Linked DNA regions of Danio rerio: region 2 is linked to region 1. Evidence: chromatin contacts called from public Micro-C data. All regions are on one chromosome and are shown on one strand. Each heading gives the region's core, a stretch centred on a gene start, on an enhancer-like site or on the middle of the called end of the contact. The rest is flanking DNA. Distances are from core to core; before and after follow the strand shown.

Evidence for each region. Hi-C and Micro-C count contacts between places; a contact is called where the count stands out from the background.
Region 2: a Micro-C map of caudal fin shows a contact between it and region 1, with 5 times the contacts expected there. The contact joins the enhancer-like site here to the promoter of pmp22a in region 1. A contact is called at or near these places in 2 of 18 Hi-C or Micro-C datasets (caudal fin and embryo).

Annotation. Positions count from the first base shown.
Region 1 is chr3:53,325,389-53,329,011 of GRCz12tu, reverse strand. It overlaps pmp22a (peripheral myelin protein 22a), which reads left to right and starts at 2,161. Exons shown (of 6, transcript NM_201311.1): 1 at 2,161-2,387; 2 at 2,659-2,752; 3 at 3,229-3,318; 4 at 3,410-3,503. The coding sequence starts at 3,241.
Region 2 is chr3:53,514,758-53,518,204 of GRCz12tu, reverse strand. It overlaps sdk2a (sidekick cell adhesion molecule 2a), which reads left to right. Exons shown (of 46, transcript XM_073945012.1): 37 at 1,623-1,809. Among named protein-coding and RNA genes, the nearest start is that of cdc42ep4a, 98 kb to the right of the region's middle. Within about 2 kb of position 1,699, at least 5 of the 62 cell types and tissues checked have an H3K27ac peak or open chromatin away from gene starts, as enhancers often do.

The sequences.
Region 1 (3,623 bases), core at 912-3,411:
ACTGGTAACTGTTGACTTTCATATTTTTTTTTTTTTTGTTGTTTATTTGTCTTTGCTTTACCTACAAGACATCTTTTTTGTGTTCAATAGAAAAATAAGGAACTCATAAAGCTTTAGAACCACCTGGTAGTAAATCTATAGTGTTATCTTTTTTCTTTCATTTGAATTAACCCTTAAACAAAAAAAGAAGTCAAAAGTTTTATATTATAAGTGGACTTGGCAACTCTGCACTCTACCCAAAAAAAAACTGGGCTGGCACAAGGAACGCCTCTCTCACTCTATTTACAAACACAGCTGCTGCCATGGGACTCCTGATGAGGGCGTAACAGAGTCAAGCAGACAGCACCAAAACATGCATATAAATCCAGAGCTTAGCGACTCAAGAATCTGTATGGAGACACGCAAATAACATTTTATAAAAGTTAAAATCCTGACTTCAATCCTGATCCTAATAGGTTCTATTTGCTATTCAGTCCAGCTGCTTGAGCATACAGACACATGCCAACATTCTGGGCATACTGTGGGGCCCTACTCACACTAGTACACACCATAAACAGTCACACATTGGGACGTAATCCATGTGTGCCACTGAAGGGGAGCATTCAAAATGGCGGATGAAGCTGGCCTTGCTGTAAGTCTGAGTGTTGTATAGACAGACTTATATGTGTAGTAATTGGTTAGTTTGCATAGGGTACCAACATATTTTCGAAGTTTAGGTTAAATGTTTAGGTTGTAAGTATATTTCAAGTGTAACTGTAATTACTATGAGTAAAATGTATCTGTATGTGTATGACTTAATAATTAAATATGTATGTTTATGACTTATATTAAATAAAATAAATAAATAAATAAATAAAATAAATAACATTTAAATAATGTTATTTAAAACAACAAATAAAGTTATTGATTTATTGAGTTACATATTTTGATACAATATGTTATTAAGGTATTTAAGATTTTCCATTACACTTAACAGTACTACAAACCCAGTAAGTCTGTAACAGAATAGTTAAGTGAGCTCTTAAAAATGCTAAATCAAAACTTTGGGAACATTACTACTTTTCTGATATTATAATTCAAACATTCACTTCTGAGTTATTTTATTATTAATCATTTTTGATAATAAAGTATAAAGTATATACAGTTGAAGTCAAAATTATTAGCCCCCCCCCTTTTTTTTTTTTTTTTTTTAATATTTCCCAAATGATGTTTAACAGAGCAATGACATTTTTACAGTATGTCTGATAATATTCTTTCTTCTGGAGAAAGTCTTTTTTGTTTTATTGCAGCTAGAATAAAATCAGTTATTAATTTTTTTAAAAACATTTTTGGAACATAATTATTAGCCCCTTTAAGCTATTTTTTTTTCGATAGTCTACAGAACAAACCATCATTATACAATAACTTGCCTAATTACCCTAACCTGCCTAGTTCACCTTATTAACCTAGTTAAGCCTTTAATTGTCACTTTAAGCTATATAGAAGTGTCTTGAAAAAATATCAAGTAAAATATTTTTTACTGTCTTCATGACAAAGATAAAATAAATCTGTTATTAGAAATAGGTTTTTAAAACTATTATGCTTAGAAGTGTGCTTTAAACAGAAATTGGGAAAAAATAAAAGGGCGCTAATAATACTGACTTCAACTGATATATATATATATATATATATATATATATATATATATATATATATATATATATATATATATATATATATATATATATTGTCATCTTGGAATTATAAGGTTCTATCTGCATTCTGAATAATTTTGAGTTATTGAGCTTTAAAGTTTTATTATTCCATATAGCAAACGTGTGTAACATTTATTTTTTATTTTTTAAACAATAAGTGAGTCAATGAGCAAATAACTCTCTTTATATCTCTTTTATATATAAAGTTGTCACACACACACACATACACACACACACACACACACACACACACATATATATAAGTAAGCTGAACATAAAATCAAACTGAAAGCATACTTTCTCAATACAGTGTAAATAAATATTAATTTACAGTGTAAATAAATATTAATAAATTAATAAATAAATAAACAATTACATACACAATGTAAACAAACATACTTTTTTCTTCTTGTTGTTGTTGTTGTAAGGGCAAACCATTTAAAGTGAGGAGTAGTAAAGTATGGGAGGGAAAAGAGAAAAGTTTGACGTAGTGACGCTTCAGGGCGGTGTTCTCACGTTTCTGAAAAAAAGAAAGGAAGAAAAAAAGCAAATACTGCTGTGGTACTACATCTGGAATACGGAGACGCGTGCTTTGAGAATCTATAGTGGGATACCATAGAAAAGGCGACTTGTGTTTTCTTCCTGCTCTCTTGCATTTCAAGGATTTTTCTTCTCTTTCTCTCTCTCTTACCTGTAAGTTGGAGAACCATAGAAGTTTTCTATTTTTACTTTGGTCCTTTTTGAATGAACATTTGCATGCCATTTCAGGAGATTCTCAACCACATTTGTGTTTAGTAGTATATTCCAAGGCTATACTTTGGCAAGTTGCACAAGTTTGTTATTCAAAGTATATTTTCATCCTCACACGGTTTAAATTATTTTTAAAATAAGTTATAACATTAAGTATTAGTTTTGCATTGCCAGCTTTAGTTTTGTGTGAACACATCTTTCGTCTTCTCTAAAGGCACGGTTGGCGTGCGGAGTTTTGCAATAACTGGTTTGGATGAAAATAAACGCTGCTCGGGAGTGTTTTCTTTTTGACTACTTCAGAAAAATGGGCAAGTTTACACTTCTCAATAACTTTAGTCGTCAAATGCTTGATATTCTCTCAGAATAGGCATTTGTAGCGAGATAGCAAAACCTGTAACATATAAACTAACAGATAAACACTTTGAAGAGACGTGACGGAAAAAAGGCGGCACGCGAGAAAAAAAAGGGATGTGACTGGATTGTATGTGTGTATTTAGTTGCAGTATTGTGTTTTTGTTTTGATTAAATACAGACATTTTAAAAGCCTTAAAAGATTGCAACGGGATTAGTGCTATTATCAAAGCAATGTGTCAAGAATACAGATGTTTTCAATTAAAATGTAGATAAGAAAACAGGCGGCAGTGATAGTGTTTGGGTTGAGATACCTTTGACAAAGGCGCGGTCTTGTGGCCAGATGAGGAACTGCAAGAGTAAACATTGTCCATCACAAAACCCGCCAGGTATGTGCTTTAACTTTTATTACTTACTCTTTCTGTTCTTTTAGAAGAAACCCAAAATGCTGGTCATTCTGTTTGCAACGATAGTCTTGCATTTGACAAGCCTTATCATTCTCTTCATTGCCACTTGTGCCAGCGTGAGTATCATCTTTGACATTGCTATTTGACATTTTTTTTATTGGTTTGTGTGTAGAGGTAATCACTAGGCTGTTCTTTTAAACTCAATAGGCTTGGAGAACACATGGAGATACGAGTTATGACCTCTGGTACGACTGCACACAAATTAACGGAGGATATAAATGCAGTGGAAATGGTGATGCAGGTGAGTAAGATGACTTTAGTATACCAATGTCTTAAATGTTTCGGAAGTTTAATTTTTATTAAAGGAAAAACAGACACCAATGTTAAATAATTTTACAAGCATTCTATGCAATTATATTAG
Region 2 (3,447 bases), core at 450-2,949, 190 kb before region 1:
AGCCCCCTTTTGATTTTTTTTTACTTTTTAAAATATTTTTCAAATGATGTTTAACAGAGCAAAGAAATTTTCACAGTATGTCTGATAATATATATATATATATATATATATATATATATATATTTTCTTTTTTTCTGGAGAAAGTCTTATTTGTTTTATTTCAGCTAGAATAAAATCAGTTTTTAATTTTTCAACAGCCATTTAAAGGTCGAAAATATTAGCTCCTTTAAGCTATTTTTTTTTTGATAGTCAACAGTACAAACTATTGTTATACCATAACTTTCCCAATTATCCTAGCTTTCCTAGTTAACCTAATTAACACAGTTTAGCCTTTAAATGTCACTTTAAGTTGTATAGAAGTGTCTTGAAAAATATCTAGTAACATTTTATCATCATGGCAAAGATAAAATAAATCTGTTATAAGAAATTATTTATTAAAACTATTATTTTTAGAAATTTGTTTGTTCTTTCCGTTAAAAAGTAAATGCGGAAAAAATAAACAGGGGGGCTTATAATTCAGTGGGGCTTGTAATTCTGACTTCAACTGTGTGTATGGGTATATATAACTTACCAGGCCAAAATCAATTTAATAACCACCAATTGTCTTTTCAGGCTGCCCAAGAAGCCAACCTCCTGATTTTTATGTAACCTTCTAGCTTTAAACCTTAAAATATTCCAACTACAAAAGCCTTATATAACCTTCACACATCAAACTATTATCTTCAAACAGTTCCAAACATCCAGGCAAGGCTTTGTCAAGCCAACATTCAAAGTCTGTCTTGACAAACTGTACCTTTTAAGTTGTTTTGCATTTCAGTTTGGTGCCACTAGTTTAAATTGCACTTTAACCATGTGTTATAAGTGCTACTGGTGTAAACATTGCAACATATATAAAACATGGAGAAGAATTACAATCTTACAATCATTAATTAAATACATATATTATATTATATTATATTATATTATATTATATTATATTATATTATATTATATTATATTATATTATATCATACAGTTGAGGTCAAGTTTATTAGCCCTCCTGTTATTATTTTTTCATTCTTTTTCAAATATTTACAAAATATGTTTAACAGAGCAAGGGGCTTTTCACAGTATTTCCTGTAATACTTTTTTTTTTCTTCTAGAGAAAGGACTTTGAGCTGAATACTTGTATTTATGTATTTTCATCATGGCTACATAAATCAGTCATTATAAATCAATTATCAAAAGTAATTTGTTTATAAATGTGTTGAAAAAAATCTTATTTTCTTTAACATAAATTGGGGAAAAAAAAAACAAGATGGGGCTAATAGCCTAATTCAGGAGAGCTAATAATTCTGACTCCCACTGTACTGTATTCAATTTTATTTGTTTATACTTCATTGAAGCTTAAATTCCTTTTATATTCCTAATTGAATAGGTACCAAACAGTACATCTGTCTAATTAGACACTCATATTCTTATCAAACAAGAGACTTATGTCTTTTAATACTGCAATAAAATAAGCACTGCCTCAGCCGCTAAGTCTGATAAAGTGATTTAATCTAACTTGGCTCCCAGCCAGAGAAGTTGGAAGACTCATAAGATCAGAGCATCTTTCTGAAGTGTCTCATTTGTTCCTCCAGATTTACTACTGGGAGTTTCAGCTGCAGAACGAGACGGAGCGACTGCGCACTCTCTTCCTGCCGGAGCTGAGCGTCAAGCTGAAGAACCTGACCGGCTACACCACATACATGATCAGCGTATCGGCCTTCAACGCGGCAGGGGACGGCCCGCGCTCATTGCCCACCAGAGGGCGCACTCAGCAAGCAGGTGAACCCATGCAAAATACATCAATCAAAACAGCAACAATCAACAGAATAAACACTTTCAGTCTGAATGCAGAGCCTGATTTTACCAAGTGCTCAACACCAAGTCCTGGAACAACATAAAAAAATTTGGCCAATCAGATTTGAGAGACAAGATTACAGTTTATGTTTTCACAATTTATACAATGTATGTGTATACGTGTGTGTGTGTGTGTGTGTGTGTGTGTGTGTGTGTGTTATCCATTTAAATGCCTAATACAGCGTTTTATTATATAGAAATTCACCCCATTTCCATACAAGTCCTACCTTAAATCAAATTAAAAAAGCAATAAAAGAAAAAAAACGTAACATCGCTTACAAAAAAGAATGTGTTTTTGCCAATGATCATCCATTCTATTTACAATTGACTTTTATAGTCATGCTGAATTCAAAATGAAACAGTTATATGGTTGTGATTCTATTTTTCCCCCCAAGATTTCATTTTTATGTATTCCGCTTATAAGTTTGGAGTTAGTCAAATTTTTATTTTTCATTTTTATAATGTCCTTGAAAGAACATATTTTGTATACAGTTAAATATACATTACATAGCCAAAAAAATTGTAAAAAAAAAAAAAAAAAAAAAAGTATTTAAAAAAAACTGCTTGTTAATAAAAAATTCTAATCTGCCAATGTCATGGCAGCAACTAAAGGCATTTAGGCATGTAGACATGGTCAAGACGATCTGCTGCAGTTCAAATTAAGCATCAGAATGGGGATGAAAGGTAATTTAAGTTTAAACAAGGCATATTTGTTGGTGCCAGATGGGCTGGTCTAAATATTTCAGAAACTGATGATCAACTGGGATTTCATGCACAACCATCTCTAAGATTTACAGAGAATGGTCCAAAAAAGAGAAAATATCCAGTAAGCGGCAGTTCTGTGGGCGCAAATACCTTGTTGATGCCAGAGGTCAGAGGACATTGGCCAGACTGGTTCGAGCTGATAGAAAGGAAACTGTTACTCAAATAACCACTCATTACAACTGAGGTGTGCTGAAGAGCATCTCTGAACGCACATTATGTCGAACCTTGAGGCGGATGGGCTACAGCAGCAGAAGACCACACAGGCTCACCAAAATTAGAGAATAGAAAATTTTAAAAATGTTGCCTGGTTTGATGAGTCCGATTTCTGCTGCAACATTCGGATGGTAGGGTCAGAATTTGCCGTCAAGAACATGAAAGCATGGATACATCTTGTCTTGTATCAACAGGTCAGGCTGGTGGTGGAGGTGTAATGGTGTAACGGATATTTTCTTGGCACACTTTGACCCTATTTGTACCAAATTATCATGTCAATGCCACAGCCTACCTAAGTATTGTTGCTGACCATGTCCAACGTTTACACGTTATTTTGCAAAATGCTAGTTTTCAGCATAAAGTGTGATTGAAGGCAAGGTTAATTAGGTTAACTAAGTTAGGTTTGCAAATAACTAGACAACTGTGGTTTGTTTTCTAGCCAATTGAGACATTGAAAAAATAAATATTATTTATTATTTAAATTAAACTGTTAACCCCTAAATAATGTCTTTTGATGTTGTTGTTGTTGTTGCTGCTGCTGCTGGTGCTGTTGTTGTTGTTGTTGTTTTTGTTGTTGTTAAAGTG